Regions from separate parts of the Macaca mulatta genome. Here region 2 is linked to region 1. Evidence: chromatin contacts called from public Hi-C data. All regions are on one chromosome and are shown on one strand. Each heading gives the region's core, a stretch centred on a gene start, on an enhancer-like site or on the middle of the called end of the contact. The rest is flanking DNA. Distances are from core to core; before and after follow the strand shown.

The links. A called contact is a pair of places that touch in the nucleus more often than the background predicts.
Region 2: a contact with region 1 is called in a Hi-C map of sperm, with 4 times the contacts expected there. The contact joins the enhancer-like site here to the promoter of C11H12orf60 in region 1. A contact is called at or near these places in 4 of 14 Hi-C or Micro-C datasets (cortical neurons, fetal cortex germinal zone, fetal cortical plate and 1 more).

Annotation. Positions count from the first base shown.
Region 1 is chr11:17,258,940-17,264,278 of T2T-MMU8v2.0, forward strand. It overlaps C11H12orf60 (chromosome 11 C12orf60 homolog), which reads left to right and starts at 2,494. Exons shown (of 1, transcript XM_077953675.1): 1 at 2,494-4,699. The coding sequence starts at 2,593. The coding sequence ends at 3,327.
Region 2 is chr11:17,447,584-17,452,922 of T2T-MMU8v2.0, forward strand. No RefSeq gene overlaps it. Among named protein-coding and RNA genes, the nearest start is that of ARHGDIB, 40 kb to the left of the region's middle. Within about 2 kb of position 3,153, at least 3 of the 40 cell types and tissues checked have an H3K27ac peak or open chromatin away from gene starts, as enhancers often do.

The DNA of each region.
Region 1 (5,339 bases), core at 1,244-3,743:
TGGATTTTGTCTATTTTTTCTGTTTTGAATTTCACTGATTTCTACTCTTTATTTCCTTTTGCTTACTTTGAATGTTTCCACCTTCTTTTCTAACTTAAGATAGAAGTTAAAATTATTCATTTTATATCTTCATTTCTAATATAAACACTTAATCTACAGATTTCTCTCTAAGCACTGCTTTAGTTTCATCCCACAGATTTTGATATATTTTCATTTTCATTCAGTTCAAAATATTTTCTATATTTTTGTGACTTTTTTGATTATTTAAGGGTGTGTTAATTTATAATATTTTGTAGTTTTTCGTGTATCTTCTTTGTTGACTTCTATTTTAATTCTATTAAGAGAACATTTATTGTCTTTTATATATATCAGAAAAGCTGCTGGAATTTTTTATTGGAATTGTGTTGTTTTTATAAATTAATTTGAGGAATACTGACATCTTAGCAATATTGACTGTTTTGGTCCATTAACAATATATATCTTTCTATTTATTTAGGTCTTCCTTAATTTTTCTCAGCAATGTTTTACAGTTCTAAGTGTAGAGATATTTCATCTCTCTAGTCAGATTTATCTATAAATATTTCATATTTTTAATGATATTGTAAAAGTCATTGTTTTAATTTTAATTTCTGATTTTTATTTTATTGCTAATATATGGAAATACAATTGATTTTGTACATTTGATCTTGTATTTTTCAACCTTGTGAAACTTAGTTATTAGTTCTAGAAATGCATATTTAATGTAACTATTGATATGCTTAGATTAAGTGTAACATTTATTATTAGTTTTCTGTTTTTCTGTTCTGTTTTTAAAATTTCTCTGTTTTCCTTTTCAAGCCATCTTTTGAGTAATATAAGTAGTTACTTAAATAATTGTGAAGTTTCATTTTAATTTGCCTATTGACCAAAATCTGTATTAGTATCCTAGGGCTGCTATCACAAATTACCACAAACTTAGTGATTTTAAACAACAGAAATGTACCCTCTCAGAGTTCTCAAGGCTGGAAGGCTGAAGTCAAGCAGGCCCTTGCCCCTCTGGGGGCTCTGAGGGAGAATCCATTCCTTGCCTCTTCCAGCTCTGGTGGCCATCATCAGCCCTGCATGTGGGGCCACATCACCCCCATCTCTGCTTCCATGGCCCCATTGTTTCCTGCTCTGTTTTCAGTGGCTACTCTAGAGATTATAATATACTTCCACACTTCACACAATCTGCTTAGAATTAATATTTTATCACTTCAAGTGAAATCAAGAAGTCTTTCAGCTACATAAGTCTCCTTACCCTCTCTCCTTTATGATGTAATTGTCATATACATTGCATCTACGTGCATTGAAAATCCCAGCAGTGCTATTTTTTGGTTATAATTTTTGCTTCTTTCTGTGGTCTGCCACCCACTATTTGATTCCCAGGGGTCCCCTTTCCTGGTGTTCTGGCTGGAAAACAGTTTCAGCTCTTCCCATTGCAACTGGTTCTCATCTTGGGGCAAAGCAGTGAGAGAAAGGAGCCTGCAAGATCACTACCACCATCCCTGCATGACAGTTGCTTCTGCCCAGGGTAGAGTGGGAAGAGTGAAAAGGGGTCCACCCCATAAGGACAGCCTTTTCACTGCCAGTTGGCAGGAGCGGGGGCAAAGGACTGACTGACCTCTGCTGTGCTTGTGAGATGTGTGTGGGGGTGGGGTGGGGAGTAGGGGATGGGGGTGGGTGGCATTGCTGTTACTTCCTAGCACTTGAAGTCAGAAGTGTTTGGGGCTGCCTCCTGCTCATGACTAGTTGAGGGCAGACAGAGGGCTAGGTCGGTGGGGGTGGGGGGCTACCATTTTGCTGCCGGCAACTAGATCAAAAGGGATCTACCCGGCAGAGGCCCCTGCTCCTGATTTGCTAGGCAGAGTAGGTTTTTTTTGGAGCTCTCCCTGTTTGGGCATGTTCAAAGTTCTAATTCCAGGTGGTCCTAGAGCCCAAGGTGGGATATATAGGAAGGAGGAAAAGACAAACAACAACAACGACAACAAAACACCCACCCTCAAACAAAAAGTCAGAGAGCTTCATTGCTTTGTTGTCCTTTCAATGCCGTACTCCCTACTTCCTTGGTCTTTTGTCATCTAGCTTTCAGCATTATCTGATAGGGATTTTATATATTCAGTTCAGATTTTTAGTTGTAATCAGTAGGAAAGATTGGATGGAGTGTGCTTAGTCTACCTTAACTGGAACCAGAGACCCTCTATGTAATTTGTAAAGATTTATCCAATATTTTTCACTACACTGAATAGTTATCAAGGGTAATATCCTTGAGTGTAGTGTAATTCAGTATGTGAATCTATCCATATATTTGGGATCCAGCATACAGTATTTGATATGTGGTATAAATTCAGTGATAAAACCCTGTTCTACTCTGTTTTAATTATTTTTGTGATTTTTTTTATTGAAGCAAAGTATCATTTTTGTTTTAATGTTTGTATAGCTTTCCTGCACTTGGCAGGAGTTATCCTCATATTTAGACTATACTTTCAGTTTTTTATGGTTGCCAAATCGACTTTTAGTTTTCATTGGGATTACTGCTTTGCTTTGCAGTGCTGAAACTTCTTTGTTGAAGAGATGTCTTCAGAGTCAGAAAAGGATAAAGAGAGACTGATTCAAGCTGCCAAAATGTTCTTCTTTCATGTACAAGATTTTGCTTCTGTCACAAACACACTGACTGAGTTGTTTAACCGCAGTATGAATACTCAAATCCTTTTGATGGCTGTGAAAAACAATAGTAACATTAAGGATTTTTTTGAGCAAATGCTCAAAATTTTTAAGGAGATGCAATCTGTAGTGGATGCAAAACATGACAAAATTCAAAAGGAGTCTTTAGGTTCCAAGGTTGCAATGGCCATGTACTCTGTGTTTCAGAAGGGTACCAATGTAGAGGAGTTGCATCAGTCAGCTAAAGAAGTGTTCAAAAGTGCCCATACACCAGTCATCATCTCTGCGCTAAACAGCAGTAACATCCTTGGGAGTTTGGAATCTTCTCTTTCACACTTGATGAAATTCCCCATCATGAATCTTCAATTAAGTGACTTCTATACAGAAGACACCAAAGAGCAATCAGATGTCACCACATCTGAGAGAAGCAGGAGTCCAGATTCTTCCAAAACCACTATGATAGACACCTTGAAAAAACTGCAGGATGCACTAAAAACTGAGGATTCCAAAAATCCCATTGAGTCAGCAGCAGATTTGTTGGAACAAATTGTCAAGGCTATGGGACCAATCTTAGAGATTCTCCAAAAAGCCATAAAGACTATGGAAATGAATATTTCTGTGTTTAAGAAAGCCAGTGACAAGTAGGGATACAACAGAACTGTTCATTTCTGTCAGGAAACTAATTCAAATCTTATGGTTTTTCATAGTGGTTTCTAAGATCTTTTGGTGCCAAACATGGTATGTTAGAACATAAGTACACGAAAGTCATCTGGCAAAACATTTACCTGTAGTTTTGCTTTATTAAAATGAAAATAAATAATTCAGAAAGCCTGTTTGAAATGTCAGTCACTAAGAAGAATATATTGTTGAGAAAAACAAGGTGGTATTACATTTGAGGATGTTTCTAAATATTATGTTTCATCTTAAAGCATAATTAAAACAACCCTAAAGTAGTTCCCACTCAACTATTCCATTTCCAGTGAGAAGTCCAGGTAAACTGTAAATGTTGTCATTAGATAGACAACCTAGGCCTGGGAAACAAAATAAACTCAATTTTTGTCACTCATATACCAATTTCTATATACTTCAGTACCTTGACGATCAGAAGCCATCACTAAATATTTTAGATACGATTCATTCATAAGTAAATAAGAACAGTGAATGAGCAATAGTAGACTTTTCTTGCTTATGTGAGTAAGACTAGAGCAGATAGTTCATTCTCATTTGTCTCCTTCCGAGGTCTTATGATTAGGAGATTAGAGGTGGAAAAATGGAGGTACTCTAGCCTTTCACAAAGAAAAGATTTTCACAGAGAAAACACTTGCAGAAGTAGAATATCTGAGATATGTTTGTATTTAAAGAGATGAGATAGGACAATATCTTTGTCTACCATAAGTCTTTGGTTCTCATGCATTGTAAATGAGTGTGTACTCCTAAGATTGGCCTTGAAGTTAACTATTTCACATGATACCTGATAGAAACTCTGTTGAGAATAGGAAAAGCAATGATAACTCCAAGCCAAAGTCATCATTGTAATTACTACTGTCATTTAAAATAAGGAATCCCTTCTCCATCCTCAGACAAATGGTAAGAATTTCAGAATGTTTGGTAGGGAGGGTCAAGTGGATTTTGACCATTACCAGAGCTTGGAGGTCCTGGAAAAAAGGATGAGTTTCAATACATTAACTCTCATTTTCTCTCCACAGCAAAGCTGAAATCTTGCTTATTTGTAATAGGTTTCTATTAAGAACTCTATTGTTTTGAAGAGGATGTTAAATTGATTCATTTGCTGCCATCACCTCAGAAGAAATATACACACACACACCCACACACACACACCCACACACATACATATACACACACACACACACACAGAGGGTGAGAGAGAGGAGAAGGGAGACAGGACTCTCATTTTGCTACTTTTTCTAGACCTATATGTGTCTAGGGTTTCAATCTCCTTTTAGTCTTAGAATTATGTTTCAGAATGTTGCATGCAACAGCTAGGGGGATTCATATGGAAGTGAATGAGACAAAGACCAAGAAAAGTCTTGGTGCAGAGTCTTTCTGTGAAGTGACTGGAAGAATGGCTGGTGGCAGTTCACAGGAAGTCCTTGCCAGATGCCAGTGGGAATGACAACCAGGGTGTTAGAGATGGGAAGTGCCCATTTCAATAAAGATGAATGGTCTTCAAGTGCTGGTGGCTGTTGTTAGGCTGGTGATCACTTACAGTGTTTCACATTTTCCCACTACTGGGTACCACCAGTCTGACCACTCTAATGACATCATGTCTGCTACTGCCTCTTGGCTTATGGAAATACTGAGGAAAGGCTGTATTTTTTCTCAAACCTATTACTCACATTTAATGTCTCTCAAATACTTTGGTTGTGGGTTCCTCTCATTTTCTCTAATATCCTTCGATTTTTGAAGAACAAAGTGGGGTGGACTCACGTGTTTCTATGCTATGCCTGGTCTCATTCCTCCTCTAGGCTGTGAACATGGCATGGCCTAGCTGTTTGAATGAAGCATAAGTAGGGAGGAAAAAGTGAACTGCCACACAACAGAACACAACACATGATCATTTACTATTATAAAAAAGGAAATCCTATTCTACTTGTATTTTTTTTCTTTATCAGTTGCCAATGTTTGCTGCATCTTGG
Region 2 (5,339 bases), core at 1,903-4,402, 190 kb after region 1:
TTCCTCCCTCCTGAGCCCAGAGCCCCTCTAGAATTCTGGTTGGCAGATCATGGCATTCCAGTCCCCACTCAGCCCCCTCATGGAATATTCCAGGCTATGACTTCTTTGCTGTGGTCCATCAATATACTCCCATCTGTTTTCTGTCTTGCAGGGATTTATTGAAATCTCTCCTCTACTGGTTATTCTTGCCCCCATCCTGCTGTTTTCTTGACTTTATGTGTGTGTTTCTGAACTATTTCATTGCGTCCCGGGAAGCACAGGATGTAAATGTCTGTACCCAGTCCAGCATCTTGAACAACTTGACAGCTTTCCTTTGATGTTAAATTGTTCTGTTTCATCAGTGCTCATGTAGTTTTCTGATTCTCACTAAATGCTCTTTCCTTCATGTTCTTTATGATGTTGGTTTCATGTAATGGAAATTATTGTACATCTACTTTTTAGAGTAAGAATTTACAAAGGAACTTGGAGACAGTTTCTGCTCCTTCCAATAAAAAAATCAAGGGCTAACTGAGGACCTCCATGTGCTCTGGAATGTAATATGCACTTATTATATGCTATACAAAAAGACCACAAGGATGAAGGGATTAGGAATGACTTCTGGGTAGCCAATTACCAATGTCTGCCCCATTATTTCATACACTGGGAGCATACTTTGAGCAAATAAATTCTTAGTCTTACTTATTTTTCTCACAAGTGTTTGCCAAGGTAATTCATTGATATTCATTCACTTATTTATTCAACAAATATATTACGCCTTACTCTGAGTCAGGCACTATACACAATGTTAAGTAACGAAAACATGGCCCATTCCCTTAAAGACCTTCCAGTTGAGCTAGATAAACTGGCACAAAGAGAGCCTGAATCATTCTGACGTTGGAAGGGAGCCAGAGAAGGTACATTGTCTGCCAGGCACTGCTTAGGTTTTGGGAAACAAAGACGAAAGAAACTCTCAGTCTAGTGGAAAGAGACAGATAAGTGGGATAAGGGATCTGATAGAGGTTCCTGTTGTCCTAGTTCTTCCATTACTACTTGAGGACTATGAACCAGGTTGAGGGAATCATTGCTTTTCTTATCCATTTTAAAGGAGAAAACAGCTGTTTTAGACATGTAGCATCTTAAGCAGCTCAAAGTTCAAACCTCAGGCCTTCAGAAACAATAATATTTGTTATGTCTACATGCTTCCCTTAGGTTTTGGTAGAATCACACACACACACACACACACACACACACACACACACACACACGTGCATGCACAGTACTCTTTCCTCTACCTCTAGTTCTGTGTATCTGAAGGCACCATCCCTTCCTTCTTCACTTCACCTATGATTTTTTTCTATATATTTCCTTATCTCAAACTTATATATCGTACTCTCATGAAGGAGTTTCACAACTTCTTCACCTAATGAATACACACCTAGATCTGATATTCAGTTGATATGGCCGTAGAGGTAGTTCAGATATTGACAGTTCAATGACAGGTAAATAACTCCTGTCATGATCCCCCTAGGCATCCCCCACATCCCTTCAACCTATTCTCTTCTCACAATTAGAAGTTAATGGGCTAATGCCTCCCACTGCATCAGACTTCTAGGACCTCACCCATTTATTGCCCATGCCTTATTGATTATTAAATATATTTAATATCTCTTCTGAGCTATTCACTAAGTACAGAGTTTGCAAAACTCAAATGCCTCCAAAGGCCAGTAGGTGATGGAACTGAGTGAAGCCAGCTATGTGAAACCAGAGACTGTGCCACACTTGTGAGCACGTGTGTCACTTTAGAGGTCATTTACATACAGTGGCCAGTACTATTGGATTTTCAGAAAAGGAGTGAAAAATGTTTTAATGTTAGGTATAAGAAGGAACATAGTGAGAAGTGTGGTTTTAAAAAATCCCCCCCCATACAGTTTCTGTCCACAGCATTATTAACAATTCAGTGTACATAATCTGCAGCTGCTACATGGCATTTAAATGACAGATTAGTAAATGCATGCTAGAGCCTCAGTTATTTTTCTAACATAGGTCACCACAAGAAGTATGTACACAACAGGTTTGATTAATATCCTCAATATTTCAGTAGTTATGGTGCCTTGAAGAAGCAAAACAAATTGGAGTCGACATTTTTTGACTAATTTTGCCTAAAGTAACAATTATGACAGAATTAGAATAACCATCATTTGAAATTATTTCATTCAGGCAACCAACTATACGCTAAGCTACAAATAGGTGATTTTCCCCTGAAGTTTGAAAAGAAGGATCAGTCTCTGAAACATGTCTTTTGGTTTTCTATTTCTCCCAAGTATCTGCTCCTGAAAAGTTCATCATTAAAGCTCTTTGAGAGAGATTATTTCAGACCCCTACATGCTGTGTCTGGGACACAAGAACAGTCTAAAAGAGAATGTCCTGCAGCTCACCCACCCCAGTGTGCAGGGCCGGAGCTCATGTATATGTACTTTGGCTCTCACCAGAAGTGGTGAATTTTAGTGCTCTGGGTCTTATTGTTTTAAGAGATATGATGTGAGCCAGGTTGCTTAATATGAACCACTGACAGATGAAATGATGGCTTATGAAAGAAAGTTAATGTAAAATATTAGCCCATGTGAGCTAGAATAATCAGTTGTTTTTATTGAAATGTCATGTGTTTGTTGCATTAGGAAAAGGAATTGGATTGGATACCCCTTTGTTCTCACGTACCTTCAGTCTTCTTACTCTTAGCACTACTGGCTGTTTTTAGCGTGCTTGTTGTCTGTCTATCCTGTTAGAACATCAGCTTCACAAGGACAGGGAATTTGCCTGTCTTGTTCACTGTTATACCCACTCCATTTCCTAGGAAATGCCTAGAAATAGAAGGAACTCAGTAAATACTTCCTGGGTGAGTAAATACGCGAGAAAATTATTTGTGTGCATGGATAGTTGCAAAGATCACTATGGCATAAGCAGAGGCTTCCCCATTCGGGTTACAGCAATGTGGTTCTTTGTTTGCAAACTGCAGTTACCAGTTGAAGCATCTGCTGTGATTTTTTTTTTTAATCTGCTTCAGTTTATTTGAAGGGTTTCCTAAGAAGACACTGTGCTGATTTATGAAGCTATTGTCTCTCTACTTCAAACCCACCTTTCCATACTCAGCTTTAGGACACTGGGGCTAGGATGATAGCAAACAGAGCTTTGGCTCCCTGTGAGGCTCCTCTGAGGGGTAGGAACTGGATGCTTGCTGGGAGGCTGAGAAAGTGGGGGAGGGAGGGAGAAGTCCCTGTTCCTGGCAGCAGCATCCCCCAGCAACAATCACTCTCTTGGCAGCAGCAGTTGGTCTGGTTCTAGTCTCCATCTTCTTTCTACACTCTTTCTGCAAAGTTACCCGTAGCAGCCAGGCCGTGCCCTCTCCTCAGAGATCTGGTCCAGGTCTGACAATGGCTCTACCAGGCATCTTCTCTGATTAGGGCAGCTTTCAGACAGCTGATTGCTCATTACGAACACCTGGGACAGGACCTCCATTTCTTCCCCTTATTCTACCTTCTCTATTTAGCCTAGCCAATTCCTCGTAACTGATTATAATTAATTTATAATAAATTCCATCTGTTATAATAATTAGTACACTTTCTAGTTTCCTGACCTGGACTCTGATGGATCATGTTCTTTATCCTACAGCTATGTGTGTTTCTGCAAATTCTATATTTCAAAGCTTTTAGCAATTCACAAACTCACAGGAGTTCTTTTAATTTCATTTAAAATGATAGTGGGATTTCTTTTAATTTAAACATGTTTTTCTGTTGGTGGGTATTTAAACACATATAACAAATAGAGGTTTACACAAAATACAAACACCCCAGTCTTAATCAATTTTTAACACATTTCCATTGGATCAATGTTCTCTTACTTTCAAACTCCCTCTTTTTAAAAAATGCAAAACAGAAACCCCAATCACTCATGAATTCTCAGAGCATCCCTTTCTGTGATAGGAGAAAAACTTCCTATGGGTCTATAATCCTATCCCCGCACAGGTACAACGCTTCTTTGTTTTTTCATGTGGAATATTTTGAGCAGGTTCCTGGTGGTTCAAATCTCAACAGACCACTTGATTTTTTCCTGTGGCGTCTGCTCACTGCAAGAGGGGATGCTGACACATGGAGTTTGAGAACCATACTTTGAGAAGTTGTTCTTTCCTGCGGGGCAGAATTAGGGCAGCTTTCAGGCAGCTGATTGTTCATTAAGAACACCTGGGGTGGGACCAGAAGGAGGACCGAAAGTGCCATCTGTGATTGCAGAAATCATTTGTCATTTCACAATTGTGGCCACAGCAGGCTTTCTGTGGCAGAGCTGTTGACCTAAGGTTCAGAAACCAATGTGACTTTGCTAATGACAGCATTTTCTCACGATCTGCAAAAGGTGAAGAAATGATGCAGTGGGAAGATTGAGGCCATCAGTGTATTGAGTTGCTTGACCTATAGAGACGTCATAAATTCATTTATCTTCCTCTCAGCGATGACTTTAACTCCTGTCTTTTGAGAGCCTCCAAGGTGCAAGGCAAGATCCCGGGCACTAGATTCTTCACACACTTGTAGAGTAGGTATTATCATAAGAGCACTGATCATCAGTCTCGAGCTCATAAGTAAATGCCCCAGAACTGGAATGTGGTGGAGCTAGTCCTTAGTCAAATCTAGGGGTAAAGTCTGGTTGTTTTGACCTTTTTCCCCCTCCTTCCACCATAAAGCACAACATGGTCTCACATGGAAACCTGTAGGGCAATTCACTTGCTTTACATGAATGAGGGCCAAATACGTCTTTTACTGTGTCTAATCTCCCATGGTTTTCACAGCTTCTTTTAAATTTATATGACTTTTTCCATTTTCATAAAAAGATAGGATGCCATTTCTTATCTTTTTGGATCAATGTTATGGTATCGGTATTGATTCTTAAAGATGCCTCTTAGAGATTCAGCTCTGAAGCTATTGATCATTCAAAAATTCCTCCTTTATTTAATTTTCATGTCACTTCAGTCTTTGAAACTTTAGGCTTCACATTTCCTCTGTATGTAGCTTTCCAGAGGAAGACAGGGCTTCCTTTACTGTACTTCTAAAATTATGTAATTTGGGAGTGCTTTATTTGGCAAACATTGATGGAATATTTATATGTTTGTGAACAACGTGCCATTCTTATCACAATGTTATCTAAAATAGCTAACATAAAGGGTCTAATTTATAAATAAGAGAAATTAAAGCTTAGGGAGTTAACTGTTCAATGTAATTAAGTAGACTAACGGGTAGTAGAGCCGTGCCTCCAATCAAAGTCTATTCAAGGCCCAAAGCCTGTCCCCTAAACACTAACATCTATCTGCCCTTCGT